4 separate regions of the Mus musculus genome follow, and all the other regions are linked to region 1. Evidence: chromatin contacts called from public HiChIP or PLAC-seq data. All regions are on one chromosome and are shown on one strand. Each heading gives the region's core, a stretch centred on a gene start, on an enhancer-like site or on the middle of the called end of the contact. The rest is flanking DNA. Distances are from core to core; before and after follow the strand shown.

The links. HiChIP or PLAC-seq counts read pairs in DNA pulled down with a chosen protein or histone mark.
Region 2: a contact with region 1 is called in an H3K4me3 HiChIP or PLAC-seq map of neural progenitor cells, with 33 read pairs. The contact joins the enhancer-like site here to the promoter of Sesn3 in region 1. A contact is called at or near these places in 17 of 39 promoter capture datasets (the 3T3-L1 cell line, 3T3-L1-derived adipocytes, the C10 cell line and 11 more), 3 of 15 datasets of contacts at CTCF or cohesin (CD8 T cells, large pre-B cells and pro-B cells), 28 of 484 Hi-C or Micro-C datasets (B cells, the C2C12 cell line, CD4 T cells and 22 more), 24 of 115 datasets of contacts at active chromatin or transcription factors (the 230-238 cell line, CD8 T cells, the SCID.adh cell line and 18 more) and 4 of 9 other capture datasets (adipose tissue, liver, macrophages and 1 more).
Region 3: a contact with region 1 is called in an H3K4me3 HiChIP or PLAC-seq map of bone marrow-derived macrophages, with 2.6 times the contacts expected there. The contact joins the enhancer-like site here to the promoter of Sesn3 in region 1. A contact is called at or near these places in 11 of 39 promoter capture datasets (the 3T3-L1 cell line, 3T3-L1-derived adipocytes, the C10 cell line and 7 more), 1 of 15 datasets of contacts at CTCF or cohesin (CD8 T cells), 4 of 484 Hi-C or Micro-C datasets (the HPC-7 cell line, bone marrow-derived macrophages, nephron progenitors and 1 more), 9 of 115 datasets of contacts at active chromatin or transcription factors (the 230-238 cell line, CD8 T cells, the SCID.adh cell line and 6 more) and 3 of 9 other capture datasets (embryonic stem cells, liver and pancreatic islet).
Region 4: an H3K4me3 HiChIP or PLAC-seq map of the 230-238 cell line shows a contact between it and region 1, with 21 read pairs. The contact joins the enhancer-like site here to the promoter of Sesn3 in region 1. A contact is called at or near these places in 11 of 39 promoter capture datasets (the 3T3-L1 cell line, 3T3-L1-derived adipocytes, the C10 cell line and 5 more), 3 of 15 datasets of contacts at CTCF or cohesin (CD8 T cells, the NIH/3T3 cell line and pro-B cells), 3 of 484 Hi-C or Micro-C datasets (myocytes, nephron progenitors and olfactory sensory neurons), 11 of 115 datasets of contacts at active chromatin or transcription factors (the 230-238 cell line, CD8 T cells, the SCID.adh cell line and 8 more) and 3 of 9 other capture datasets (liver, macrophages and pancreatic islet).

Annotation. Positions count from the first base shown.
Region 1 is chr9:14,274,651-14,278,018 of GRCm38.p6, reverse strand. Sesn3 (sestrin 3) reads right to left here and starts at 1,718. Exons shown (of 10, transcript NM_030261.4): 1 at 1,390-1,718. The coding sequence starts at 1,467.
Region 2 is chr9:14,073,700-14,077,067 of GRCm38.p6, reverse strand. No RefSeq gene overlaps it. Among named protein-coding and RNA genes, the nearest start is that of 1700019J19Rik, 15 kb to the left of the region's middle. Within about 2 kb of position 1,542, at least 62 of the 459 cell types and tissues checked have an H3K27ac peak or open chromatin away from gene starts, as enhancers often do. A contact at or near this core is called in B cells, the HPC-5 cell line, the HPC-7 cell line and 7 more, where this site is marked.
Region 3 is chr9:14,122,945-14,126,312 of GRCm38.p6, reverse strand. No RefSeq gene overlaps it. Among named protein-coding and RNA genes, the nearest start is that of Gm39292, 28 kb to the left of the region's middle. Within about 2 kb of position 1,827, at least 2 of the 459 cell types and tissues checked have an H3K27ac peak or open chromatin away from gene starts, as enhancers often do. A contact at or near this core is called in bone marrow-derived macrophages, where this site is marked.
Region 4 is chr9:14,145,724-14,149,091 of GRCm38.p6, reverse strand. Gm39292 (a long non-coding RNA gene) reads left to right here. Exons shown (of 3, transcript XR_870548.1): 3 at 2,610-2,892. Among named protein-coding and RNA genes, the nearest start is that of Gm39292, 5.2 kb to the left of the region's middle. Within about 2 kb of position 1,816, at least 34 of the 459 cell types and tissues checked have an H3K27ac peak or open chromatin away from gene starts, as enhancers often do. A contact at or near this core is called in the 230-238 cell line and pro-B cells, where this site is marked.

The DNA.
Region 1 (3,368 bases), core at 469-2,968:
ACAGTTTCAGCTTAAAAATTAAGAAACAATAAGTTTTAAAGCCTCTATTCAGATGCCATGTGGTCCAGCAGTGAAAGAGTTAACATTCAACGTCGCTGAACCAAGCAAGCTTCTGATCCATTCCATTTCTCACAAGCTGCCCTACAATGAGCTGAGCAAGTATCAACTGTAATTTGATCCAGGAGTTTATGGGGAAAAAAATAACTGCACATACTCAACATGCACATTTAATAAAAATCTTTTTTAAGAGAAACATATCCAATAAACACAATTTAAGGCGTATTTAATTGTTTGATTAACTTCAAACCTGCAATTCCTTTGCTTTCCTGACGCTCTCAAATAAAATAGGAGAAAGGAGGGGGAAGAACCAGCTCCACGGCAGGGAAAAGAGGCTTGAAAAACAACTTTGATTGGCACTTGGCCTGACCCACAGAGGAAGAAAAACAGTTTTTGGACAAAGAGCGCAAATATTTGAGCTTGCTTATTTATGTGCTTGCTTGTTTTTCCTAGGACATAAAGAGCAATCCTAAATTGACTGTAGATAGGAAAATTGACAAAAACGGCACCATATTCATCTTAGCTCTCAAATATGCACAGCTCAGCAATTTTAATTCATTGGTGCTGGACAAACAGAAACACCTCACCTAATGATTTCATTTCATGCAATGTAAAAATAAGAGTGTAAAAAAGAAACAGATTATATTAGTCAAGGAGGCTATTCAGATCTTATTAAAACCTCTTCTGCGTCTACAGGGACATTTTGTCATCCTTTCTCTCCCTGCATCCCCATCCCCCACGGGGCGATTAAGCCAAGTAAGCTAAACAATACTGGAGTAAACTTTCTATCAGTCACTCTGGAAAGCAATAAGCCAATCCTGGGTCGGATTTTCTCGATCGACATCGCGGTGGGGGATGATAAGGAGGGCGAACCCAAGTCGTCTTCAGCCTCCACCTCCACCAACCCAAGCTGAAAGCGCTGGAAGATCGAACAGCATTTCCTATGGGTATAAAGTTCAAGATGCCTTCATGGTGCCTTTCGGGACCCACCAAGAGAATGTCAAGAGGCGGTGCCAAGGCACCGTAGGCCTGGCAGAAGCGACCCAGTCGAAGAAAACACCCCCCCAGAGTCAGCCACCGGGGAGAGGCAGCCAGTCTCCTGCAGACCAAACTGGTTGCTGTGATTTCAGGCCAGCCTCCATCCCCAGCCGAGCCGGTTCCTCCCAGCATCCCAGCATCCCTTCAGCCTCGGGGCAGACCCGGCGGCAGCCCAGGGGCCGGGCGCAGGGACCCGCGGGGGGACACTTTGCCTCTCGTCCCCCCTCCCCCGCAAGCGCCGCCCGGACCCGGACCGTGGGGAGCGCCTCGCCGCCGGACGCGGCCGCGCCGTACCTTCCGCAGCACTTTCCGGCAGTTGGTGCAGAGCAGGTAGTTGGCCGAGGCCGACGCGCTGCTGCCACCGCGGTTCATCGCGCCGGAGCCGGGCTGTCACCGCGGCCGCTAGCGAAGGGCTGCTTCAACGTTCTCTTCTCAGGGGGTCGGGCGGCAGCGACGGCGCAGCGGCTGCCCGCGCGAGCTCGGCGGGGACGGCAGCCGCGGCACTCAGCGACCCGTTGTTCCTCCCGCCCCCATCGCCAGACCCCCGCCCCGCCAGCCAGGACGAGCAGCCGCGGCCGTCTCAGCTTCTCAGTGCGGCCCCGCCCCCGAGGCCCGCCGCCTTCAGGGCAGCCGCGCTGGGCACCGCCCCCTCCCGCCAACCAGACGGCACCGGCAACGCCCCCTTCTGCACCCGCATCCAATGAGTGGCTCCGGCCAATCGCGGGAGGCGAGAGCAACACGAATCTCCGGGCAAGTTAAGTTTATCTCCGAGGCTCGATGCTGAAGAGTGACCCTGGGTTAGTTAGGTAGTGGGGTGGGAGGGACTCCAATCTACCAATGAGAAATGGAGGTGTGGTGTATGCAAATTATCAGGAACTCTAGCGCCACCCTCAGGACAAGCCACGCCTCTCTGCAAAAACCGTGCAGAATGGAGAGTGAGATTAAATAGCTGGAAGCTAGAGCTCGCTAGAGGATCTGAGACCTAGCTAAACATTTCCTGATCTCTCGGGAGTGGGCCGGGTGGACGCTAGAACGTTCCTTCCTCCGGGGCAGAGATTCAGCTTTCTCTCCATGGATCTAAATCTAATAGCTGTGAGGAAGACTGCGGTCTTGCAGCACTTTGCTCCCACAGATCTCAAAGAACTTTATGTTCTTTATGCACTCTGTAAATCTGGTACGAAAGACCAACTACCTACGGCTGTAGAGTTAGAAGTCTACACAGCTATTGGAGTTGGAGACCCGGAGACACATCTTTGGTTTAGGGGTTTTTCCCTCTCTCCGACGATCGTTCTCACAGCAAAGAAAGTTCGTTTATCATGAACAAGTCAGAGATTGATACACACACACACACACACACACACACACACACACACACACACACACAAATCCTGTGGGAGGCCTCTGGTTAGAAACTTGCAGAGCACAATCCCTGCCTGTGATGGAAGGTTTTGAGTACGAATTGCCATTTAAAACGATTGGACTGGACCTTCCTCTCTCAAAACTGACAACGGTGAGTCAGGGTTTAGCTTCTATGTTCTGGAGACAGAAGGCATAAGTCACTGAGGAAAGCTCCGGCTGGCCAGATGCCCAACCCAGGCGAGTGAGAGAGCCAGGTACTCCGAGGGGCCAAACACCAACCCCGGACTGCAGACCAGACTCTGGCTGCCTGCTCCCCAGTGAGAACAAAGGCGGTGCAAAGCGAGCACCTGATTGGCTCAGGGTGCTCACCGGTGTCGTGGAGCCCATGATAGGGTGCTTCTGCTACTGGCGCAGAGCACCAAGCTCCCAAGAACTGCAGTTCCCCAGCCGGCCTTGGCGGTGACCACACCGCACTGCGTGCTATGACATCACCTGTTTTCGCTCTTGAGAACCTAATCTGTATTCTCGGCTTCTCGTTTTCTAAAGGTCTCGAGTGTGTCAGGAATTGTGAAGGCCTGCAATTTGTAGAATGTATCTGTGGAGATGGTTTTAAAGAACCGACCCACTGGTTTACTTGTATTGTTTTTCTTGTATTGTTTTTAATTTAACATACTACCCTGTGTTAGGAATTTTGTGTACTATGATGTAAAATCGGGAAGGCGCTGTTGGAGAAGCCTGCACGGTTAGCATAACAAAGCCATTAGACCAAACTGTTGTTCAAACTACCAATCTCTTCCATACTCAACATCTGTCTCCACTCCATCTCTTTAGAGACCTACACCTTAAACAAGCCTACACAAAGAACAAAGGAGATGAAAATCTGCCCGCACAGGTTTAAACAGACTGAACAACCT
Region 2 (3,368 bases), core at 293-2,792, 200 kb after region 1:
TTTGTTGGAAACAAAGCTTAATTCCAAGGGTTCTCATTTACAGACAAGTTTCTCGATGACTGGTTGCTTCTTTCATCTCAACTTTCTGGCAATGGCCCAGGAATCTGACAGTCTTTAATCCTGCGGTATCTTCCTTTGCCCTCTATGCCTCTATCTTCCTCAATCATTTGGTTGCTCTTGGGAGAACTTCCAGCTTCCCTTTCCGTGTCTTTTAAATGAACACTTCACAACTCTACACTCCTTGTTACACTAAAGCAGATAGATGTTTTGATTGAAAGCTTTTCATTTCCGGAGAAAACGGAGGAACATAAAAACAACCTCACTATAATCATCTGCTTCTTGGTAATTTACCTTCTAATTTTGTTAAGTATAACTTAATGCTCTTCTTTGCCATGATTTAAAAATTCAAAAGAAATTGTGTCCTGAACAATAACAAACCTTACAAAGGCAGAACATAAATATTTTCAAACTCTGAATGCCAAGGTCCTGACCTGCCCCTTCCTACCAGTTAAAACTTGCTTCTTTAAAAACATCATTTGCAAAGTGTCCTTATCAATTTTAAAAAAGATATGGATGAGATTTACTGAAACCTTGAAACAATGCATATTGTATAGGATTTTATAAGAGGGATATTTCTTAAATCTTGACTTACTTGTAAGTCACCATATGTAGCTTGGACAGTGTTAACATTTACAGGATTTTTCAAAGCTAAGCTCCATGATAAAAACTTACTTCACAAATACTCTCTAAAGAAAGCTAGGAAATCTTTGCTGTGACCTCTCAGAGGGTCCTCAAGGTGACCAAACTCACCCAGCATTTGGTGCTAAGTGCACTAACCCTGAAAGAAGTTTAGTGACTTGTGAAGTTACACAGGGAATTAGATCTCAGTTTGGATGCAAACCATGTTTCTTGCTTGCTCAGCGCAGACCTCTTTCTCTCTCCACCTTGGGATCTTGTTTTCCTAGCAGGACTCTGGGGCCTCCACCAGCCCTGTTATACTGCCCACCTGGTCCTGCCAGCCTCCATCAGTGCTTTGACTCTTTCAAATCATCATGTCCTGCCCATTTTCTCTGGACCCTGATCCCAGAGGTCCTAACTGGGGTCAAAGTTGAATCTGAAAATCCTTTATTAAACTGATTATTAATGACAGTTTATGGCTCAATATACTATCCCTTATTTAGAGCTGCTTCAGTAAGTTACTCCATAGAGACAACTAACAAGAATGGTCCCTTGAGTTAAATTAATTGACTTCTCTGTATGTGCCAGGCATTAGGCTCAGAATTCTCTGTAAATCATGTCAAGGATCCTGTGCACACTGTCATTATCTCACTTGAGTAATGAGTTACAAACGAACATGCCCAATGAATGATGCGTTTAGAGACAGGTGGGGTTATCCTGCCCCACTTTGACTGATATCACTTAGAGAGCAGCTTGATGTCCTGGGCATGTGGCCAGCAAATGAGAGAAGCCTGCACTGTGTGCCAGCGTCCCCAGCTGCTGGCTCAGCGAGTGTCCTTGCATTGTGCTCAGTGTCCAGCAGTGAAAAGAGCTGGCTGGGTAGGATTGTCCTAAACTGTTCTACTGCCCAGGATCTCACTCAGAAGTTGCTTACAAGGCCAGGGTGATCCAGTGCTCCAAAACGTGTTGTTTGCCAGGGACCTGGGAGGAAGGCCCAGGTTACAGACCGCCTTCTTTTTAAATTATTATTTTATTTTAGTTGTTGTTGATGATGATGTTGTTGAAAAATGGGTTTTTGTTCATATACTGTATCCTGGTTGCAGTTCCTACTCTCTCTACTCCTCCAAATTCCTCCTTCCTCCACTTCTTCCAGTTCCTCCTCCCTCTACTCCTCCCAGTTCCTCCTCCCTCTACTCCTCCCATTACCTCTTCCCTCTACTCCTCCCAGTTCCTCCTCCCTCTACTCCTCCCAGTTCCTCCTCCCTCTATTCCTCCCAGTTCCTCCTCCCTCTACTCCTCCCAGATCCTCCTCCCTCTACTCCTCCCATTAACTCCTCCCTCTACTCCTCCCATTACCTCCTCTCTCTACTCCTCCCAGTTCCTCCTCCCTCTACTCCTCCCAGTTCCTCCTCCCTCTACTCCTCCCATTACCTCTTCCCTCCACTCCTCCCATTACCCCTCTCTCTACTCCTCCCTACTTCTCCTCCTTCTACTCCTCCCTATTTCTCCTCTTTCTACTCCTCCCTATTTCTCCCTACCTCTTTTCCCATCAGGATCCATCTCATTTCTGCCTCTCATTAAGAAACAAACAGGCTTCTTAAGGGATAATAATAAAATAGAATAATGAGACCGGTTCATCTGCACACTCACGAATTTCATGCAAACCTTAAACTGGAAGCCACAGTATATATGAAAAAGACCTGTATGATAAAAAGAGAGAAAAAATAAACATAAAGAATTAAATTAGGATTAAAAAGAAGATAATTCAAAAAAAAAAACAAAAACAACCACAAAACCCCCAGCACCCTGATGAGACGTTGTGAGACAAGGAACCTCAACTGTTACCACTGAGTTCATTTTCTGTTGGCATTTACTGCTGGGCACGCAGCCACCTTAGTCATAATTAGTTTCCCTAGTGAGACTTCCTTGGAGGAAACTAAATTGCAAGTGGTTATCAAATGGGTTGATAACTTCTGGGTTAGTGATGACGCCATGTGTCCACTTCTCCTTTCAGTTCTAAGACCCCACGTGGCACAGAGCCATGCAGGCCTCATGCACGCTGCTTCTATCTTTGTGAGCTTATATGTGCGTGGATTCTGTTGATTTAGAGGGCCTCATTTCTTGGTGTCCTCCATTATCTCTGTCCCTTACACTCTTTCTGCCCCCTCTACCACAGCCCTGAGGGGAGGAATTTGATGGAGATGTGCTGTTAAAGCATGAGTGTTCCACACTCCCACTCTCTGGATGGTATGTGGCTGTGGGTCTCTGATTTTCCCTTCTTCTCTAGGGAGAAACCTCTCTGAGGACGCTTGGGCAAGGCACAGAGTTACGAGTATAGCAGAGTGTCATTGAGGGCTATACTACTGCTTTGTTCTTTTTTTTTTTAATTTTTTATTAGGTATTTAGCTCATTTACATTTCCAATGCTATACCAAAAGTCCCCCATACCCACCCACCCCCACTCCCCTACCCACCCACTCCCCCTTTTTGGCCCTGGCGTTCCCCTGTACTGGGGCATATAAATTTTGCGTGTCCAATGGGCCTCTCTTTCCAGTGATGGCCGACTAGGCCATCTTTTGATACATATGCAGCTAGAGTCAAGAGCTCTGGGGTACTGGTTAGTTCTAGAACAAAGATCTAGTATCTAGTATTTTGTTTTACCCTATGTTCCTGGGCTGTCTAGTCTCAGGT
Region 3 (3,368 bases), core at 578-3,077, 150 kb after region 1:
AAAGAGGGAGGGAGGGAGGGAGGGAGGGAGAGAGAGAGAGAGAGAGAGAGAGAGAGAGAGAGAGAGAGAGAGAGAGAGGTAATCTGGTACATGTCTACTTTGAATTCATGTCTTCATTAGACTAATGTTAATAAATTTTGTAGTTTTTTTGTTATAGTTTTGTTTTACAAGATAAGGTTATACCAAGAACTATATGTAGATTCTAAATCTGTACCTCCTTCTCTTTGTCCAGTAGACCTAGCACAGACAGAGGCTCAGAATAACTTGTGAATTGGTACAAAGAAAACAAAATCCCTCTGTCCTTGGGGTCCCTGGGTTTTACAATACACCCAGGACATCATCCTTCCAGACTCTCAGTGAAAGTGACTGAAAATAGTCTCTGATTTGAATGAGATTGTGCCCCCCCCCCCCCGACACAGATAGGCTCATACATTTGAATGTTTGTGCTCCAGTTGGTGGAACTTTTTTGAGAAGGATTAGGAAGTATGGCTTTGTTGGAGGAGGTCTGTCATTGGGATGGTCTTTGAGGTTTCAAAAAGCCCTGCTATTCCCAATCTCCCCCTCCCCTCCCCCTCCCCCTCCCCCTCCCCCTCTCCCTCTCCCTCTTCCTCTCCCTCACAACTGTGTCTCAGCTACTGCTCCAGTGCCATGCCTTAATTGCTGTAGTGCCCCATACCATGATGGTCATGGACTCTAACCCTCTAGAGCTATAAAATTTCTTCTATAAGTTGCTTTTGTCATGGTGTCCTATCACGACAATACACAAGTAACTAAACTAGCTAAGCAAACATGTTTATAAGATCTTGAAGATTTTCTGTAATATCCTCAAAGAAAAAGTCCAGAATTACTCTAGCCTGCATCTTATACCTGTATTTTAAGCAGTTTCTCTTTCTACAGGGATGGTGTATCTAGTTAGTCAGGCCTGGTCAAGATATTCTCCCTTTTACTCTTCATGGAGGCCCAAAGTCATGTCATTCACTGAGCTGATCCTGCCTAGTAGACTCCTCTCAAACACCTGGAGAAGGGCCTGGCTGCCCAGTGCCCTGCAAAACCACAGCAATTCTCCAAATTAGAGTCAACTGTTGTAGTTTGAATGGGGAGGGCCTCTCCATGGGCTCACCCAGAAGCAAACTTGTGGTGTTTGCTTACATATTTGGGCTAGATCTGATCACTACCACACCAGCTCATTATTGGGAGATGTTCACCTTTCTTGTGCCATGGGGATTTTGCAAACATGGTATGATTTTTATAGTTTTGAAAAACTCTTCTCTTCATTGCTTAAATTGTTCTGAACACTCTATTGTTCTCTGAAACTTTAAGCCTACATTTTGTTCTTAGGCATTTTCTTGAGTCAGAGACTATTAGAATGTGCTAGACCAAGAAATTTTGCCTGGTAATGATTTGACACACCAACTGCCTCAAAACTAGAAAACTCTTTGTTTTAGATTGTTTTAGTGTTTTCAACTCTAAAACCAGGAACTTGAATAAGGAATCATTAAATGACTTACTGAGAGGTATGAGCTAATGATTATTTTATCTATCAGATAGCAACATCTACCAAAGCAAATAGTTCCACATTGTCTAGTTCTGAGAAGCCATGAGTTCACAAGGGTGAGTGGTTTCTTACAAGAGCTTGGATGATCTAAAGTCAGCATCACCACTAAAAAGCCCACCCAAGCATGGCTGACAACTGGTGGAAGCTGCATTTCTGGAGGTCACCCATCAACTTGCTAGCAGCTAAACCAAAAAGAGTTTCCTCAGCTCCAACACTTGCTTACTGTTACAGAATGGTGGAAATGGCCTTGTGAGTCTCTTAACTTCCTGCCATCCTGAGTCATTTAAGTTCTGCTTTTCCAGTGTGATGAGCCACTCTCTTCCCTATAAGACAGAATGCTTCAATGTGAGGGAAATAGCTACATAGCAGGGCCTGTGGCATCCCTTAGGGGTAAGTTAGTACAGAATTTGGCATGTGGAGGTTGGTTGGCCCTTTCTCTCAACTTGTTATTTCTTGATGTAGAATCTGAGTGACTTGTTGGTCTTGACACTCATTATCAGGAGGAAAACCAGTGAGCATATTTTAATTAGTTTCTACTTTTATGACAAAATACACCAGGGAGGCAGTTTAAGGGAGAACCAGTTTATTCTGAGCCATGGGTTGAGACACAAACACCATTAGGGCAAGGAGAACATGGTGGATAGTGAAGGCTCCCCATATCTTGACAGATCAGGAAACAGACAGGACCAGGAGTATGGTGAGTCTATTGCCCTTAAGGCCCATCCATAGTGTTCTGTGGTTCTATCTAGGCTAGGTTCCATCTAGGTTCCATCTCAAGATAAGGGACATTCATTGTGATTTTTAAAATATTTTACATTTCTTGGAAAAAAACTTGTCTTTTTGCATGTACATGTGTATAGTAGATGAGGTGCACATGTATTATGTCCGAATGTATATATGTGTGTAAGTGTGTGTGGAGGTTAGCAGTGGATGTTGGGTGCTTTAGTCACTCGACTCTTTTAAGGTGAGCCTCTCATTGTGCTCAGAGCTCTAATTTGGCTAGGCTGGCTTGCCAGACAAGCACCAGGAATCTCCCTGTCTCAGCCTCTCTGCTCTGGAATTACAAGTGTTTGCAGACACACTTTGTTTTTTTTGTAGGTTCTGGGGAGACCAAACTCAGGTCCTTATGATTGCATGGCACATAAGCAACATAATCCACTAAGTTATTGAAAGAACCACAATGTGAGGACTCCCCCACGTTCTGACTCAGGAGAGGCAACACCCCAAATCACTCACGAGAAATGGCCTTGATGCAAACTGCAAGAGGGCTTTTTATTCCAAGAGCGCTCTGGGGCCCACAGTCATACACCATGCAGGGGTAGAGGACTGTGACGCCCAGAGTAGCTGGGTAAGGGGGTATTTAAAGGAAGAAACTATAACTCAAGGGGATGGAGAGGGCGTTGTTGGAAAATACCAAAAATACCAGTTAAGAGTCACATGGAAGTGGAAAGTCAAGACAGTTTTCTATTAGCCTCTAATAATAGCACATTTGCATAGCGGGTTCCAGCAATGGTCAGGTGGGCCAGGGTGACTTTCTTTGAATGAATACTCCCTGAACCCAGGAAGCAGGTGGGTGGAGGAATGTCGATATCTGTTTTATGATTAGCATGCTTTGAAGCATTGAGTCACAAAAGTCACATTCTCAAGCCTGGGCCTAAAGGCCTAGAATTTTTTGTTTTCTGTGTTTCACTTTTCCATTATCTTTCCAGCCCTTGGCTGACTTTATCTTAAGTGTCCAGCTGACTCCAGCTAACCTTTGGGTCAAACATGTAAGGAATACAGCACAGGCTTAAGTGTTACAGAGGTCCATTGT
Region 4 (3,368 bases), core at 567-3,066, 130 kb after region 1:
TTGTTCCATTTGGAATTATATTCTGTGAGCAGTGAATCCTAGGAGTCTGTTTCTTCTAGGTAAATCCTCAGCGAGGTCAGCAGCAGCAGTTAAGGTCTGCTTCCCTCCTGGATGGGTGTGCCTGTCTCTCCTGGATGGGTGTGCCTGTCCCTCCTGGATGGGTGTTCCCGTTGCCCTGTAATCCATTCCTATGTATACCAGGGCTTTTCTGAATGTTTTACTCTAGTCCACTCATCTGAGCCAATACCAGAATATTTTTTTGTAATGATTTTATGTGGTATCTGATAAGGCAGTAATCCTGCTCCTCCCCCCTTCCCCTTCTCTCCCCCCCTCTACTTCTCCTTTTCCCCCTCCCTTCCCCCTCCCCTTCTTCTTTCCCCTCCCCATCCCTTCCCTCTGGTCCCCTTCCTTTCTCATCCATTTCCTCTTCCTGTCCTGTCCTTCCCTTTCCCCCTTCCCCCATCTCCACTTTTCTTCCTTTCTGTTCTGACATGTTTTTCCCCATAAGAAACTCAAACTTATTTTGCGAATTTGTTAAACATTTGATTCTCATTGGGTTTGCATCCATTTTGTGAGGATGATTATGGTAAAGATAAATATATAATCCCATTAATAATGTGGTATATTAGTCACTAGTTCTGTATTATCGATAAGATCTCCTAGTTTAGTTGGCTGCTGACCATCTTTCTCTCTTGTTAAATTGGTTTGCAGCTGGTGCTGATTTGATTGGTAGTATCAATTTTATTGACACTGTGAATGGGCTGTTCGTCACGTTGACTTTTAATACTTAATTTATAGTGGCTCCATCTGTCCCATCCAAGGCTGCCATGGCTTTAGTGCCTCTCAGGGAACCCCTCCACATAGACACCTTCTCTGCCTGGCCACTCTCACTGGGACTGAAAGTCTTTTACTTTCTTCTTCTCATGCTCCTGATACCTCCTGCCAGTTAGAATGTTTCCCTGTATCCAAGGAGAAAGGCACCATCCTAGGTGTGAGCCACGTCCTCCACCGTTGGCAGTTTGCCCTCCCTAGGGACCTCCTGGACTATGTGTTTTAGGAGGTCCCTGAGAAGCAAGGGAAATGGCCTCCGCTAATTCCATGCCTTATCTTGCATTCTGGTCCCCAGTCCCTGCTTGACTCAGAATGTTCCCGAGTCACTCTTGCTCAGCCTTTGGTGGCCCTGTTCCTCCCTGGGGACCTTTGCAAAACTTCCCAGCTGCAGGAGACAGGAATCCAGAGCAGCTTCCTTTTCTCTTGGCTGTCAAGTTTTTCTCTCCTGAATGAAAGTATAACTTGCTGTCTCACATCTGTGCTTTGATTCTCCTGAGAACTTCAGGATTCCTAAGAGAACCATTAGAGCAGAAAGCAAATGTGTTTCTTTATATGAAAACTAAAAAGCTTGTGGTTGGAGTGATGGTTCAGTGGGTAAAGGGTTTGTCACGCAGGCACAAGGACCTGAGTTCTAGTACTGAGAACATAGTAAGCAGCCAGGCACTGCGGCGTACATAGATGAGCCCAGTTCTGGGGAGGGGACGTTATGAGATCCCTCGGCTTGCTGCCTCCGGTTCTGACATTCACTGCTTGGGCACTCCCAGACGTCTTGTCCTCTCTTCTGTCCAGACTTCTTTCCTTACCCCATCAGTCAGTCGGGTGTTGGAGACTGTCCACCCACCTTCCACATCCAAGAGCTGCTGAGCCTTTCCCATCACACGTCACAAGAACACAATGTGTTGAGGATTCACACACATTTCCCGAGTCAGATCTCTGGCAGTTAGTAGAAGAGGAAGTCAAAAAGAAAACCCAAGCGGCTGTGCAGCCGAGGTAGACGAACCAAAGCCAGGCCCCACGCCACATCTGCCTGTGCTGTCTCCACCATCTCTGTTCTGCTTTTGCTTTTGTGGGTGGGAGATGCTTGATGCTAAAGGACTTTGACACCAAGCCTGATGACCCAAGTTCAACCACCAGAACCCACATGGAAGAAGGAGAGCACTGATTCTTAAAGTTCTCTGACCTTCACACACGTGTCATCTTATCTCTATAAAATAAATACATAAATAAACAAATGAATAAAATTTAAGTAAATGTATAACTTTATTGATTTATAAATTGTATATAATTATATAAGATTAAAACTATATAAAATTTATAATTAAAATTAAATATGTAAATAAACAAATAAATAACATTTATATTTATTTATTTAGTGGTGTTGGCATTTGAACCTTGGACCTTGAAGATACTAGGCAAGTGCTCTACCACCAGGCAGTGTCTTTAGCCTTCATTTTGGCCTCTGGTTTTCAGAAAGGATCTTGTTGCCCAGACAGGCTTGAACTTGGAATCCTCCCTCAACCTCTTGAGTAGCTGAGATTATAGATATGCAACTTCCAGGCCTGGTTCCATGACTGTCTTAATACATCTAGAATTGACAGTTAATCTGAATTTGCAGCCCATCCTCTTACCTTAGAATTCTGAGCTGAGCCTTGTGGCATAACCTGCTGTCTTCTAGTACTTTTTTTTTCAGGTGATGAAACTGACTCCTTCTTGTTGAGATTATTAGCAAGGCTATCACTCTGCTGTTTAACTACCTCTGTTTTGCGTTTGTTTTATAGCTTGAGGTGTGGAAGCCCTGAGAGCTTACATGGAAAGGCAAGGAAAACGGACAAACAGATGTGTGCACACCTGTACTGCCAGCTCTCCACAGAGGCTCACACCTTACTGCAGCTCTTGGGAAGTTCAGGCAAGATGATTATCATGAGTTCGAGGTTAGCTTGAGCTGCATGGTGATTTCCATATCTGCCTATACATACCAATATGCTGTTGAAAACAAAAGAAGGGGCAGGATAGTGAGGCCCTCAGCATCATATTCATGTTATAAATTGAGCATTAGCACTGGTAAGAAATCCAATAAAATGAAAACCAATGAAAAAACCAAGACAATAAAAAGTTAGAGCTGACCATTTCCTTAGGCTTCAGTTTAGATTTTGAGTTGTGTTTCATTTGCAGATTTGCATATTTATCTCCTCTGTATTTGGTCTGTAAATTCATTTTGACTTCTATTTATATAAAAGCCTCATCTTAAGGAATTTATATCTATTTGCTTTTGCTCATATTTAAGTAACACCAATCATATAAATATTGGTTCCCTGGAGATATTTTCTTATGTAAGGTTTTATCGTGGATAAATCCTTACCCATACCTTCCTGGGTCTCCCACTGCCCTATGGAGCTGACACTGTTGTCCAATTTGCCGACTCAATATTAATTACTCTTGAAGGAAAAGGGCTGGGGTAGAGACTGCCCATAGGAATAGACATGAAAAGTGATGATGTCAGGCAAATCAGAGTCTAGTTCAAAACCGAGGTCTGCTTC